2 separate regions of the Mus musculus genome follow, and region 1 is linked to region 2. The links are chromatin contacts, called in public Hi-C maps. All regions are on one chromosome and are shown on one strand. The core of a region is the stretch at or near the end of the contact, and the rest is flanking DNA. Distances in the headings are between cores, read along the strand shown. Region 1 overlaps Vav3 (vav 3 oncogene). Region 2 overlaps Fam102b (family with sequence similarity 102, member B).

Evidence for each region. A called contact is a pair of places that touch in the nucleus more often than the background predicts.
Region 1: a Hi-C map of LSK cells shows a contact between it and region 2, with 4 times the contacts expected there. The contact joins two enhancer-like sites.

What each region holds. Positions count from the first base shown.
Region 1 is chr3:109,359,850-109,367,531 of GRCm38.p6, reverse strand. All of the region lies in intron 1 of Vav3 (vav 3 oncogene), which reads right to left. Among named protein-coding and RNA genes, the nearest start is that of Vav3, 23 kb to the right of the region's middle. Within about 2 kb of position 5,486, at least 69 of the 459 cell types and tissues checked have an H3K27ac peak or open chromatin away from gene starts, as enhancers often do. A contact at or near this core is called in LSK cells, where this site is marked.
Region 2 is chr3:109,008,151-109,015,731 of GRCm38.p6, reverse strand. The region is part of intron 1 of Fam102b (family with sequence similarity 102, member B); the gene reads left to right. Among named protein-coding and RNA genes, the nearest start is that of Gm43221, 11 kb to the right of the region's middle. Within about 2 kb of position 4,706, at least 124 of the 459 cell types and tissues checked have an H3K27ac peak or open chromatin away from gene starts, as enhancers often do. A contact at or near this core is called in LSK cells, where this site is marked.

The sequences.
Region 1 (7,682 bases), core at 4,237-6,736, 350 kb before region 2:
AACATAGTGGAGCATGTGTCCTTATTACCAGTTGGACCATCTTCTGGGTATATGCCCAGGAGAGGTATCCACCTGGGGATTCATCCCATAATCAGCCACCAAACCCAGACACTATTGCATATGCCAGCAAGATTTTGCTGAAAGGACCCTGATATAGCTGTCTCGAGTGAGGCTATGCCAGTGCCTGGCAAATACAGAAGTGGATGCTCACAGTCATCTATAGGATGTAACACAGGGCCCCCAATGGAGGAGCTAGAGAAAGTACCCAAGGAGCTGAAGGAGTCTGCAACCCTATATAGGTGGAGCAACAATATGAACTAATGCAGTACCCCCAGAGCTCATGTCTCTAGCTGCATATGTAGCAGAAGATGGCCTTAATCGGCCATCAGTGGGAAGAGAGGCCCTTGGTCTTGCAAACTTTATATGCCCAAGTATAGGGAAATGCCAGGGCCAAGAAGTGGGAGTGGGTGGGTAGGAGAGCAGGGCAGGGGGAGGATATAAGGAACTTTCAGGATAGCATTTGAAATGTAAATAAAGAAAATATCTAATAAAAAAAGTATAGTACTTAGAATTCAAGATACATTTTCCCAAGAAAATAAGGCTAATGTGCTTAAGTTCTTAGGTTAGCACCTTCCTTCAAAAAGAAGCTGAAATTAGGAAAATAAAATCCGGTACCTTCCTTTCAAACATCACAAAACCTACTGTCACACCGGGCCTGTGACCAATCTTCTTGACACACACACACATCTGGCAGGAAGCCAAGGCCTCCCCTTCACTGAGGAAGCCAAGGAGAAGGAACTAGGACGGTAACCAGGCTGGACCCCTCAACCATAAAAGGGTGGGTGGAGGGTCAGGGGGATGAAAATACAGAAAGTGTGTCCAAAAGAAAAGATGGGGAGCCCAGCCAGAAACCTAGCTGGCCAAGCAGCGGGAAAAGGAGTTGCCAAGTAAAACCAGGCAAGACAGACGCAAAGGCCCTCGGGAATCCTGGCTCTGGGAGGGTCTAGCAAAACCAGAAGTTGCTGCAGGAATTCTCAAAGCAGGAGTGTCTGCTCTCAGCAGACGCAGAAGAATAGATGGGGAGGTAAGAAGCCAACTGAAGCGCTGTGGAAGGAAGGGCAATCCTCGTCCTTGAAGGATAGCCTGTACCCTGGGGATGTGACCTGGATATTAAAAATTCAAATGAGCCCTGTAAAGGAACTGGCTGTCCTTTGCCAGGTTTCTTGTTTTGGGATAAGCCCACATTTGTATGCTATTATCTCAGGACACTGAACTCATAACACACTCAAATATTTCCACATCCCTAAGAGCTCTATGGCTTTAATTACCTCCACAGCTGAAGCTACAAGCCATTTAATAAGTATTTATGGAACAACAACCAAAAAAAAATGATAATGAGAAGTGGATGGTTTGTCCTTGTTGCAAAATGAGGTTTCTGTAGTGTGACCTCAGCAAAACTGTGACCTCAAGTGTGCTAATCAGCTCACCAGGAAAAGAATAAGGAGTGTGTACAGATGGTGAGGGCCACCCTTTGCTATCCTTAAAGTCATCTAGACCTATTACTGTGCATCCGGTGTGCTTCGATTCTCCACAAGTGCATTCATTTTCTAGAAGACTTTTCTCCCCAAGACTCCTCTTCCACCTTCTATAATTTAAGGCTCTAATGTCCTCCCTAGGATGACAGCACAAAAAATGGTCCTGCAGCTCCAAGCTTCAAATGCTCTAAAGTTGATAACCCAGAGAATCTAGCATCCCTTTTTCTCCTATGTGAGAGACAGAGGTGGGGGTAAAGAGCAGACCAGACTGTGTCTTTTTTGTGGGGAGACAGAACCTGAAGAGAAGCCCAGGGGAGCCCACATCATACCTGCCCACAGAGAGAAGTTATCTCTCTTCTTGGACAAGAATGAACATAAACTAGGAATGTTATTTTACTGGAAGTCCTAATTATGAAAACAGAAAATATGAGCATACAGAAGCTCTTTAACAGCCACTTGAATTGCTTTTCTTACCCATTAAGGCCCCAGGCTATTGGTAGTATGGCTGTCTCCAAAAGAAGAGAGATCAGTTTAATAAAAAACCCTTTCCCTCTAAGGATGGGAAGGACATTTCTAGCCTGACAACTGTCCTTTTGGTAGCCTCTCCAGATCACTGGGGAAGAACTCTGGAAAAGACAGTGAACATAAATACCAAGATAAATACAGTCAATTGCAGCCGAGAGCTTCCTAATTGTCTTGGTTTCTAAGTAGAATTTCTGTAACGGTTTCAATGTGAAATGTCCTCCCACAAGACCTCGTGCTTGAGAGCTGTCCCTAGCTATTGGTGCTGTTTGAAGAGTCCATGTACTCTTTGGGGCTACGGTCAGGCTAGCAGAAGGGAGTCGCTGGGGGATGATTTTAAGGCAATTTACTTCTGGTTTAAGCCTCAAGCTGTCTGCTTTCTGACCTACCAAGATGTGAAAAGCAGCCATTGCAAGCTCATGCTGCCATGAGCTGACTACCTCTGTGGCCATGCCTTCTTTACCATGGATTGATATTCACTTACACTATGAGCCAGAATCTGTCTTTCCTCCTTAAAGCAGTTCTGCTCAGTCAATCCAGGGAAGCAAGTGCCTCTGACCAGTAAGAGAACAGGGCTGGTTAAATGAAATCCTCTGGAGAAGATAGTTCAGTTGATATAACACCTGTCTCAGCAACATGGAGAAGGAAGTTCCATGCCCAGAGCTCAGAACTCCATTTAAAATACTGGGACTGGTGGTAAGCACCTATAATCCCAGCACTAAGACCATATAGGCAGAAGCATCCCTGGCATTTCATAGCCAGCCATTCTAGCTAGCAACCATGTGAGGTACCTGATGAGGTCCAGGGCAGTGAGAAACCCTGTCTCAAAGGAGGTGGGCGGCATTTCTGAGGATCACACCTAGTGTTGTCTTATGGCACACCTATACACACAAAGGTACATACATACACCCTCACACACATGCACATACACAAATACATATACTTTTGAAAAAAATCCTGTCAGGTATTTGTTCAGTAATTTTCAGAACCAACTTAAATCTTATAAATTAGAAGTCCAAAGCTAATTTGAGATTGCATCTAGATTCAAATGATAGCACCATTACAGATATCTAAGTCTGAGTTTCCCCAGCAGTAAAGACTGAAGACAAAGCTTGCACCAGGTAATTGGCGTTGGGAAACAGTTCTGAGAAAAGAGACTAAGGTACAAGAGCAGTGGTTCTCAACCTTCCTAACACTGCAACCCTTACTACAGTTCATTACGGTGTGGTGACTGCCAACTATTATGTCACTTCATTGCTACTTCATAACTGTAATTTTTCTACTGTTATGAATCATAATATAAATAAATTATAGGCAAGATATCTGATATGATATGCGACTATTGTAGGAGTCGGGACCCACGGATTGAGAACCACTGTCATAGAGGCACAAAAATGGAGAGCCAGGGAGCAGAGGCAGAAGGAGGCGACACAGAAGTGAGCTTTACTGTTGGCATTTAGTGTTCAAGGCCACGCCCCCCTCTCAGGAGTCCCATGAAGTATGTCTGTGAACTCCTGCCTCCAGGAGGAAAAGAAATGATTTCACTTGACTATTCCTGTCCCCCCCCCCATCAGATAAAAGAACCCATCACTCTGTCATGACTCTTGCAAACTGCCCAGTTGTTCTTGCTTGTCTCGAAGCTTCCCACAAGGAACCATAGTGAGAGAAGCTCAGAGCAGGAAGAAGCGTGGGCAGGAGAAGTGGAGAACGAGAGGCCCCTGATAAGGTACATTCCAACAGTGCCTGTGGAGCACAGGGGAACCCACAAGGAACTGGCGGCTGTTGGGGATGGAATAGGAGAGAGGCAGAGGGGATTTTCAAGTGATACTCAGGAGGAAGCCAGAACAAGTTCCAGCAATACTGAAAGTCTCCATCCTCTTCTCCTACAGTCACTCAGCTGGAGCGAGGGCTGCCCAGGGAGAGATGTGGGGCTTCTTGCCCTGTCATTTGTTTTATTTTTGCTCTTGTTTCTTTGGTTTTCTTTTTTTTTTTTTTCTTTTCTTTTTTAATCTGTGATTGAGAAAGTAGAATTTTTTCAGAACACTGGACATTAATTCAGCTTAGTCTTAACTTTTATATCCTCCACTTTTAAAGAACCTAAGGAATGTCGAGGGCAGGCAGTAGTGGTGGTCATGGCAATAGCAGTGGCTCAGAGCTTTAATCCCAGCACTTGGGAGGCAGAGGCAAGCAGATCATTGAATTTGTAGCCATCCTGGCCTAGAGTGTGTTCCAGGACAGCCAGGGACAAGAAACAGAGAAAGAAAAGAGGAGAGGAGGGGAAGGGAGGGGAGGGGAGGGTCGAGTCAGAAGGGAGGAGGGAAAGAAGATGAGGTGGAGGAAAGAAAAAGAAAAAAGACAGACAGACAGACAGAAAGAGGAGAGAAGAATGTCAAGGCAAGCAAGATCATCACTTGCCAATACCACCAAATTTAAAGAGTTAGTCCTCAAGAGTAGCTTCCAATACCTAACAGGATACACAGGGCACACAGAACACACACCCATATAATTACAAAGGAGGGAGTGAGAGAAAAGGAGGAAGAGATGGACAGATAGATGGAGAAATAGTCAGGGGAGATAAGATAGAAAAGAGGAAGAACGTCAGGGCACTTGAAAGACAGAAGAATACAGAGAAGACTGCAGCACCATTGGTGTGTGCTTTGTCAGACTGTCTACAATACTTGCCAATTTTCCAAGAATCCATGAGGATGAATGGATAATCTGTAAGGAAAATTAACAACTGAAACTTATTTAGCCTTAAAAAGAAATCAAATTCTGACCTATATTATAGCATGGATGGGCCTTGGGGATATTATCCTACCTGAATGACCCAATTCATTTGAAGAATCACGAATAGTTGAATCTACAGACACAGAAAGGAGCATTGTGGCAGCCAGGAGATAGCGGAGAAAGGGGTTATCATTGAATATGTGCAGAATGCCAGCTGGGGAAGATGATAATGTTCTGAAGACAGGGAATGGTGGCTGCACAACACACTGAGTGTGCTCAATGACACTGAACTGTGACTTAGAAGTGGTTAAAGTAACCACAATCACTATGATTATATTATATGTGCACACAACAAAAACAAAGTCAACAAGGAGACAGCTGCTAACGAGGTTAATTTTGGCTCTGAGCTTTTGCTTACTGCTTCTTTCAAAGCTTAAAGGTCTGCAGTCCCAATCTCTAAGGACCCTGGGCATGGAACTTTTCTTTGCCAGCATGCAACATCCATATTTTTCATCTCCCTGGTGACATCTAAGCCCATGTTTCTGTCACTTGGGGTGGAACAGGATCTGGGTTCTGCCTCACATTCGTCACCACCACAATCTTTCACAAGCAGGAATTCTGAGTCTCAGGCCACAGCATCTGTTGCAACTGCCTTTTGCTTTGTGACTGCTTTGTGCTGTAAGCACTGTTTCCTGAGGAAGGGCATCTCTGAGACCTCCCATTTCCGCCAACCCAGCCCCAGCAGATGCCAGGACCACACTCAATACGCAGTGCTGCGTAGGCACCCCAAGACATGAGCATTCCTGAGCATTTTAAAAGCCATATCTTCGGTATTTTTATTTTCTGCCAGAGGTAGAACATGTCCCCTCGTGTTTAACTACTCTTGGAATTAAGATCATGTTTCTCCACTATTGTCCATTCATACAGACAAACTCAGAGATGCCCTCTTCCACTTCAGAGCTAACACTTCAGAGCTAACTCTGCAAAGGAATCACCAGGCCTTGCTTTTTTTCTTTCCTGTACTAGATTATTGCTTTTCTTATATTCTAAAATATTCCCCAAGATTTTACAGTCTAATGCCTCCCATATGAGGGAGAAATGCAGAGCTATGAGTATGTCCTCATACGTAATCATTACTCAGCAAATATTGTCTGCCTTCACTTCCAACCAAGGGGATCCCAACCAAGAGGTCACTGTGAGAAGCCCACATCTAACCAGGCCGAAACTGCCTCAAACAGCTCTTCCATTTTCACCTATGTTTATGAATGCCAACTGTTCTTTTAATCTGGGTTTCTCTGTCTACAATGACCATTCTCCTAATACCACCAAGTCACTCCTGTTTCTCCTTGATTTCTTAAGAAAATATGACCTTTAAAATCTAGATGTTGCAATATCACCCCTTTTTAATGACTCCTTTTCATGCTGAGTTTACAAAGATCTCACTGACTTGTTTGTCTCTCTCAACTTAAGAACATTCCATATAATTCATATAATTCTTTTTTTGTTTTGAGACAGGGTCTCACTATATAGCTTGGTCATGAATTCCCAGAGATCTGCCTGCCTCTGCTTCCCAAGTGCTGGTCTTAAAGATGTGTACCGCCTCACCCAGACCATTTTGTCCTAATTATCAATAAAATCTAAAGTTCTTCTCTAGGCGAAGCTACAGTTCCATAATCTAACTGGCAGACTTACATAATTAAAAACCCACAGCTTATATAACCATGCTTCATGGACAAACCTACAGTTCCAGGATCTAATGGGTAGAACGTTTATAATTAGCAAACCTAGTACAAAGACAAGTTGTGGTTTACTATGGAGGAACTTCCACTAGAGTTAGAAACATTTCTGACCTTTACAGAGTTCAGCTTCTTCCGGTCCTCATCTCTGAAACCTGCTCAGACAGAAAGACCATTCTTTGGCCTGCTTTTTATTGGTGAGTTTAGCTCTAACACAGGTGGTCTATCAAGATCATGTAGATAAACAACCAAATTACATACGATCCATCCCTCCAGGCCTGCCCTTTGCCCCAGAATGAGATTAACTTGATGTGTTAAAGATAATTTATCACTTCCTTCCTCAGTCTGCTTTTCATAATTTAAAGGAAGGACCTGACCGGACACAATACCACTCTTGCAAAGTCACTTTTGCAGTCTGCGGCCCTGGCATGGGCCTTACACCAAAATACAGAGAAAATGGCAAATCTGTTCTATGTTTAATGACTAAAAAGGTCCATTCTCTTTTGCAACCTCATCTAAAATGTCAGTTCTAGCAATTAAAAGAACAAAAAACAAAAAACAAAAACAATCCTCAAAATCTAAGTGCTTCAAGCCCCCACAAAACCCACCTCACACCCCCTGGCTAACATCAGCTCATCCAGCACTGAGCCTAACACTCATCACAAACAGCTGTGCTTGGCAGAGATGACCATATGCCTGCAGCCTTGGCTGCCGCGGGCTTCGCCATGCCCCACAGTCTGCATAAATATTCTCTTTTCCTACTGAGTGAAAAATCTAGTTGGTAATAGGTACAAAATAATGGTCAAATGTGTTTTCTTGATCAAAGCTCATCTTGAGAATGAAGGTTCCCCTTCTCCACCCAGCCCACACCCACCACTACCCAAGCAAACAAACAACAATAAAATCAGAAGTATATAGGCTTTGCACTTGAAGATAGAACTGCCCCTACTTAGTGGGTCATTTGGATGAGAATGGACAGAAAATCATCATCTCTATAGGCAAATCGGTCTCAAAGCCAAGACCCCAAAGAAACCAAGCAATATAGAGTATCCTAATACTCTAACAGAAACCAAGCAACGTACACGCAAGCATATCCTAATACTCTAACAGAAACCAAGCAACGTACATGCAAGCATATCCTAATACTCTAACAGAAACCAAG
Region 2 (7,581 bases), core at 3,457-5,956:
CAAGTGGGGGTCAGAGGTCAGTGTTGGATGTCCTCCTTCACTGATCTCCACCTTAGTGTGTGAATGCACATGTTCATGTGAGTGTGTTTGTGAGTAGGTGTGTACCTGTGGAGGAAAGAGGTCACCACTGGGTGGCTTCTTCAGTCACCCTCCAGTTTGTTTTGAAGACGGGGTCTCTCAGTGAACCTGGAGCTCACCAATTAATTCATCTAGACTGGCTGGCCCCCAAGTCCTATGGACCCTGCTGTCTCTGCCTCCTCAATGCTGGGATTACAAGCATTGGCTGCTGCTACATGTAGCTTTACACATGTAATAGGAATCCAAACTCAAGTCCTCAAACTTTTGTAGCAAATACTGTTTACTGACTGAGCCAACTCTGTAGCCCTGAAGCCATAAACTTCTTGATCTAAAACTGGCTCATTGGATCTGTAACTTTAGAAGCTATTTGTAGCTATTTTTCTACATTTTTAGAATAGTCACAAACGGCAACAACAACAAAAAAAAACATCTTTTTTGTTTAAAAGTCATAGCCTAGCCAGGCGTGGTGGCACACACCTTTAATCCCAGCACTCGGGAAGCAGAGGCAGGTGGATTTCTGAATTTGAGGCCAGCCTGGTCTACAGAGTGAATTCCAGGATCAGCCAGGACTATACAGAGAAACCCTGTCTCGGAAAAAAAGAAAAAAAAAAAAAAAAGCATAGCCTAGTAATTCAGTTGCTACATTTTTATTCTTAAAAATCTAAGTTTTGTAACCATTCCCACATTTGCATTCAGAAAGATATTTGTGTGGTGAGGGTTATATTTAAGTGGTAGTCATATTTTTTTTCTCCATTTGTTTTGATCTCTGAAAGAGAGATTTCATCTTTTCATAGACAATGCAAAGTTTTGGCCGTATTTTGAATCTGTAGTTCACAGCAACTCCTAAATTCTGTAAAGTTATTATTCCTTTGTTTTAAGGGATATGGAAAATGTATTTTTGTTCCTATACATATTGTCAGGTTTTGATTAGACTTTAGTTTTAGAGCAGTTTTAGTTTCACAGCAGAATTGAGCAGAAGGCACAGACATTTGTCATGTGGCCTCTAGTCTCCACAGCATCGTCTGCTGTTCCCTCTGGACTACAATGCACTCATCTTAACTGATGCACCTATAGGCAGGCAAGTCACCACCCACAGTCCGTGGTTTGGTGCTGTGCATCCTTTGGAGTTTTACACATGTAATGGTGTCTACTCTATAGAATGTGTAGGATGCCTTGCACCCCAGTGATTTACCCCTTTCTCCTTCCCTCCAGCCCCGGGCTTTTTATGGTCTGCATACTTTTGCCATTTTCAGAACACCATAGTCTATGAGTGGATTTTCATTTCCTTCCATGATTTTTACTTTATTGAATTTGGGATTTCATATTAAGTTTTCCTAGACTATGATAATATATTCCCAAATTCTCAGTGTGGGATCTTTTCTTAGATTATTATTATTATAGAAATGTTTTCCTATTGTATTTTTTGTGTGTCATCTGTATCTATATTGTTCTATCTAGAGGTAAATGGAATTAATAGTTTCAGAAAAAGAAATGTACTTTCTTGAATGAATTTGACAAATTTTAGATTACACATGTAAAAGGTGTACAAGAAAGAGATGCATTTCTCTTTCTTGTCTGGGTATTTTCACTTAGCATACTATCTTTCAGGCCTCATTATAAATGGGTAAATTTCCTTTTTAAGAAATAGGTGTGTGTGTGTGTGTGTGTGTGTGTGTGTGTGTGTGTGTGACATTTTCTTTACTCTTTCATCTTCTTTAGGTTTTTTCCAAATCTTGGCTATTATTAATAACTCTGAAACAAACATGGGATTGCAAGCATCTCTTTAAAATACTAATTTGAAGCATTTGCCCATAATCCAAGCACTTGAAACCTGAGACAAGAGAATTAGGAGTTCAAGACCCAGCCTGAGCTACACAGCAAGACCCTGACTTCAAAACCCAAGCCAAACATAATCAACCAAACCAAAGCACTTGATTTTGTTTGCTTTGGATACATACCCAAAGGTATATATGGTTGCTGGACATGTCGTGGTTCTGTTTTTAATTTTTTTGAGGAACCTCCATACCATTTTTCATAATGGCTTTACCAAAACCACATCCCAGAGTTCTCTTTTTTCTACATCCTATCAACACTTGTTCTGTTTTAACTCTTTAGTGACAGCACTTTAGTTAGAGGGGGTCCATCTTGCTTGGGTTTATGTTAATAGCTCCCTGGCACTAATGGTAAGCACCTCTACATTAACTCACTGGCCAATTGTACAAACATTTCAGAAATGATCGCTCAAGCCTTTGGCCCAGTTTTAATCCAAAAGCTTTTTTTTTTGTTGTTGTTGCTATGATTGAGTTGTGACTTCTTTACATATTTTATATATTAACACCTGATTACATGCATGGGCTATAAATTTTCTTCCATTCCATACAAGCAATGTGTGTCCTCATATGTGTGTGTGTGTGCAGTGTGGACATGTGTATATATTTTCACATGTATAGGGAATGAATGTGTGTCTTCATCAGGATATCTGTCGGCCACTAAATGCAACTCTTACATGACACTGTTGAGCTCTTTGCAATATTTGTAGCAGATTTTAAATAAGCTAGTATTAGCAAACACCTACTATGTGCCAATGAACGCTACCTTTTATATGAAATTTCTCTCACTAGAACAATTTAGGACAATAAAGAATTATCTGATGACACCTTTGTCTCCATTCAGTCTCATTCTTTGTCTCTTGGTAAGAGGTGACCCCTTCTGCCAAGGGCCAGTCCCTAACTATAGTCTGGGTTCTATTATTTCTGATATCTCAGGGATCAGTCTTCTCTGATAACACTATTCATACCCAGCCAAATGCTCACTTTGGTCCCTACACTATTTCCCCCTATCAGTACTGAAGTGTGCTTATCTTTCCTTCGTGTAGAAGTGAAATCATCTCTCATGTCATGTGCTCGGCTGGATGCAGCCCTAAGTTTCCCTACTGACTACTTCATTCCTAACAGATCTGAAGCGAGTTGCCCACATCTCTGTATCTCTTCTCCATAGTAACATGCTTCAGGCCCTCCTCGTGACCAACACTGCACTCAGCAGCATCATGGGTGGCTTTTTGTTGCTAAACCCAGTGACCCCTTTTAGGTCTCTACCTTACCTGACCTCACTGCTGTAGCTGATGTTGCTGAATAGGCTTTCTTAAAACTTGTACGTTGCTGTTGCAGATACCCTGGTTCTTTTCTTGTCCTGTTGAGAGGCCACCTCCTTGCCTTTTTTAACCTCTCTCCTGCTCTGATATTGGTGGCCCTGCAGGCTGTCCCCTTCCCTTTCTCCTTTACCACTCTCCTCAACTCAACTGGCCTCATCCTTTCCGATGGTGAGGACTTTTGCTCATGTTTTCAGTCCTCACCATTCATTCTCATTCTCATTCTCTCTCTCTCTCTCTCTCTCTCTCTCTCTCTCTCTCTCTCTCTCTCTCTCTCTCATTCTCTCTACATATCTGTCTGCAAACTGAGCGTTTCCAAGGAGAAGAATCTGAACTGGGATTCTGAACAGCATTTAGTGGCTGACACATATCCTGATGAAGACACACGTCTATTCCCTATACATGTGAAAATATAGACACATGTCCACACTGTACACAAACTGCCTGACCCACTAGAAGAAATGAATCAGTGAATGAGTAAATAAAGCGAAGCCCACTGCACAGTTTTTCATGATGATGTTCCTGCCGAGCATTTACTTAGGTTAAAAATGCTGCTGGAGTTGGCAGATGCATGTATTCTTTGTGTTCTTTAAAAGTCAGTCTTATAGATCTAGCCAATCTTCACAGCCTTAAAATACTTGTTTTTGCTTGGATTCACAAAATCTCCTTCTTTGTCAGAATCTACGTGTCTTTTAAAATAGACAGATCTTCAGTATATCAGGGAAAAGATCTCTATAAAGTTGGCCATTCTTTCACTTTGTGAGCAAATTGAAACAGACTCACAGGTGCGTGTAGCCTTGAGTATAACATTTATTATCAAGCTACACTGTACCCCAGGCACTGTTTGGGGCCATGTGGAATGATTTACTTCATCTCCCTGGGTTCCCCTGAGGTGTAGATCTCATGAGAAGGCACCGTACAGATGACAAATGTACCAGAGTGGCAGCTGGCAGGTAGCTGAGGCAGGGTTTGAACTCAGAGACTAGCTACGGGATAAGCACCTAACCTGCACACTGTACTTCCTGGCCAAGAGCTCACACTCCTCAGAGCAGATTTTCTTATATCGCTGCTTCTGAACAGTCGAAAGTGTCTTGAATAATCAGGACATGGTGTAATTGTAAATACGTGCCCAGAGGACGCATTCGCTGGTCCTCAGGAAATTGGTGGCATTGATATACTACTCATCACAAAGACTGGCTCTGTCAACTTCCACTGCAGTTTATGTTTAAGTTTTCAACAGCATCCTAGATTCCTTTTGGTTCTCTAAAACATAAACAGTGGCCATAGCAACTTTATCTTCTTCTGAGTCCTCTGCTTGTTTTGTGTTCGTTGCAACAGCTTTATCATGTCATCTTTGAAATGTTTGGCTTTCCATAGTGGTAACACAAATCACATTCCTTAGTTTTCTTTCTAGACAGTGGTTAAGCAACCGTCCAAAACTCATAGGAAGTCAGTGACTCACCCAACAGAAAGCAGTTAGTAATGTGACTTTCGTCCCCGGTGCCAAGTAGTTTTGTGTGGGTTTCCACGGTAACCCATCAGTATAACAAATGTCACAAACTAACTTTGCAGCCTTTTGGATTTGTTTAATTTGGACAGCTTTTTCCCAAGGTCTATGTGTACACACAAAAGATTACCACAGAAAACTCTGACTAAAAGCTTTAGGGACATAATACACTTTTGTTTTGGTTTTTTGGGACAAGGTCTCTGTAGCCCAGACTGGCCTCAAAAATCTCACTTAAACTCTTTTTTTTTTTTTCCTGCCATGTTTACCCAAGTGCTGTGATTGCAGATTACAGATGTGAACCACACTCTCAGGTGGAGATCTGAGGGAGATAGATTTGAGCAGGAACCATTAAGGAGACTCTTGGCAATGATTCAAGGAAATGATGTTAAGAATCTGAATTGTGACCATGCACATAGGAAACGGCTTGATTTCTGAGTGGTTAGAAAGTGACGACCAGGAATTTATTTATACCTGGTACCAGGTGTTTTTGGACTGTTTATTAAATGCTTACTGGGGTTGGCAGGCTGGATTCATGGGATTATGACAGTGGTACTGTATCTATTTTATGGGGTTGTTTGTATGCTGTGTCATGTTTGTAGGCTTGTTTCAGTTTGGTTTTGTTTTTGGTGTTCAAGACAGGGTTTCTTTGTATAGCTTTGGCTTCCTGGAACTCACTTTGTAGACCATGCTGTCATCAAATTCACAGAGATCCACCTGCCTCTGCCTGCCAAGTGCTGAGTGGGGTTAAAGGCGTGCGCCACCACTATCCAACTTGGACTTTTTTTCTTTAATCATTTCTGGGTTTCTCCTCAATAAGGTGTCTTCGTTACCACAGCATGAAGTCGTTAATAGACAAATAAATACTGCACAAATCTAGTTCATCCCAGCCTGATCTCTTGGCTTAGTAAACTGTCCTATATAAGGACCTGTTTCAGTGTCCTTCACATAAGCTGTTGCTCTGATACTTAGGAGGCAGAATTCAGGCAACTGGATGAAGCCATCTGTAGGAAGTGAACCTGGCTTATGTGTGGGTGGGGCTTTCCTAAAAGGCAGTTTGTAAGATCAAAGCGTTGATCCATGCAGTAGTCTTGTTTCCTTTGTTTTTTTTTTTTTTTGGGGGGGGGGGGGAGGGATTGATGATTTTGGTTTTTGAGATAGAGTATTGATTGCTATGTAGCACAGACTGGCCTTCGGCTCATGCTCTTCTCGCTTAGCCTCCCAAGTGCTAGGACACAGTGACCCTGCATCTGGATTCTGAGAGCACACTCCACATGGGAAGGGTACCGGGACTCAGGTTTCTGAGTGTGGGAGTGATCAGACTTCGGGTGTGTTAGAGGTTAGCTCACCTACATAGATGAACCCTAAAACAAGCATTTTAAATATTAAAGTGTGAATGGGGACAGCCCAGGCTTCCATCTCTCTCTGTATTATCACCAGGCAGTTTTTCATGTAGGTAGCCTCAAGGTCCAACATGGCTTCTGACATTCAAAACCATTGTCATGACAGTTTTCAGACTGTCATGAAAGGAATAGAGAGAGGGTAAAAGGACAGTCCCCACATGCCCTCTCTTACTGTGCCTTTCTAGAAGGCCCAGACAGTGGTATCTAATGATATCACCGTAGCAGAAAATCAACCCCCTTCTCCCCCTAGCAGCAAAGAAGACTTGTAAAATAGGCTTAACTGGCTATGCATAAAGTTAGATATGTAAAAGAAGGAGAGAGACACTGGATAAGCAACTGACGGTCTCGTCATACGCTCCTCAACAAGTGGCTTGACTGGTTAAAAGACCTAGCTAATATGATGAGTTAGACCGCTGTTGAGTACCATGGTAAACAGATGCATGACTTAAGTCCTTCTAGGCCAGGGTACCAGGTGGGCCAACAGTTAACACATGATACTGTGCATCTAAAGAAAGAGGCTTAGCTGTATATGTGTGTGCGTATGTGTAAGTGTCTGCATAATACTTAAAACATTGCGGTAAAAAGATAAGCTTAGTGGGCACCAACACTTTAAGGAGACAGGAACATGAAATTAAGAACAAGTAGCCACAAAATTAGGAAAGGGCAGGACTCGTTCAAGAATGTATAGTAAGGGTGAAGGATGAAGTCAAGAAAGCCCATCACGGGCCAGCAAGATGGCTCAGCAGGTAAAGGTGCTTGCTGCCAAGGGGGACAGACAGCCTGAGTTCAAGCCCTGGAATCCACACAGTAGAAAAAGAACTGATGTAAGTTGTCCTCTGACCTCCACACGCGTACTAAGGCATGTTTATGCTGACATACATACACTCAAAGACACACACACAACTAAAAAAAAAAAAAAAAATTAAAGAGCCCATCAAAGTTGGCAATCCATTGCTCACTAGTGAGCAGTTTCAGGGGGTGCTGGGTAGAAACCTGCTTGAGATGCTGGAATGCATCTACTCTACACAGTGCCTTAAATTCAGTTTAACTCTTTTCACCATAGTGAAGTTCAACAAGCTACTTAATTTCTCTCAGTTCCTATACTAAGGAAATGGAGTGGCGTTTCTATGTGTAAAATGCATAGTATCTGTTGTATTGAAAGTACCTGGTAACTACTGCAATATTGTCACTAAAGCAGAAGTCAGCCAGTAGCGATAGAAACCAGAAGTGTGGTTTCCCCTGCAAGATGTAATACCATACTCTTTATTAAAACCCGTTCCTTATATGCTGCAGTCCCTGTCCAAGTTTATACTGCTATTATTAACCTGGTTTCTCCCCGAGTCTACCAGACTTCCTGTCGGTATCCTCCATTCTCTAGATAAACTAGGTAAGTATGAAATACTTCCCACTGAATTGCATTTAAGGATAACAGGTGCATGCAGAATCCA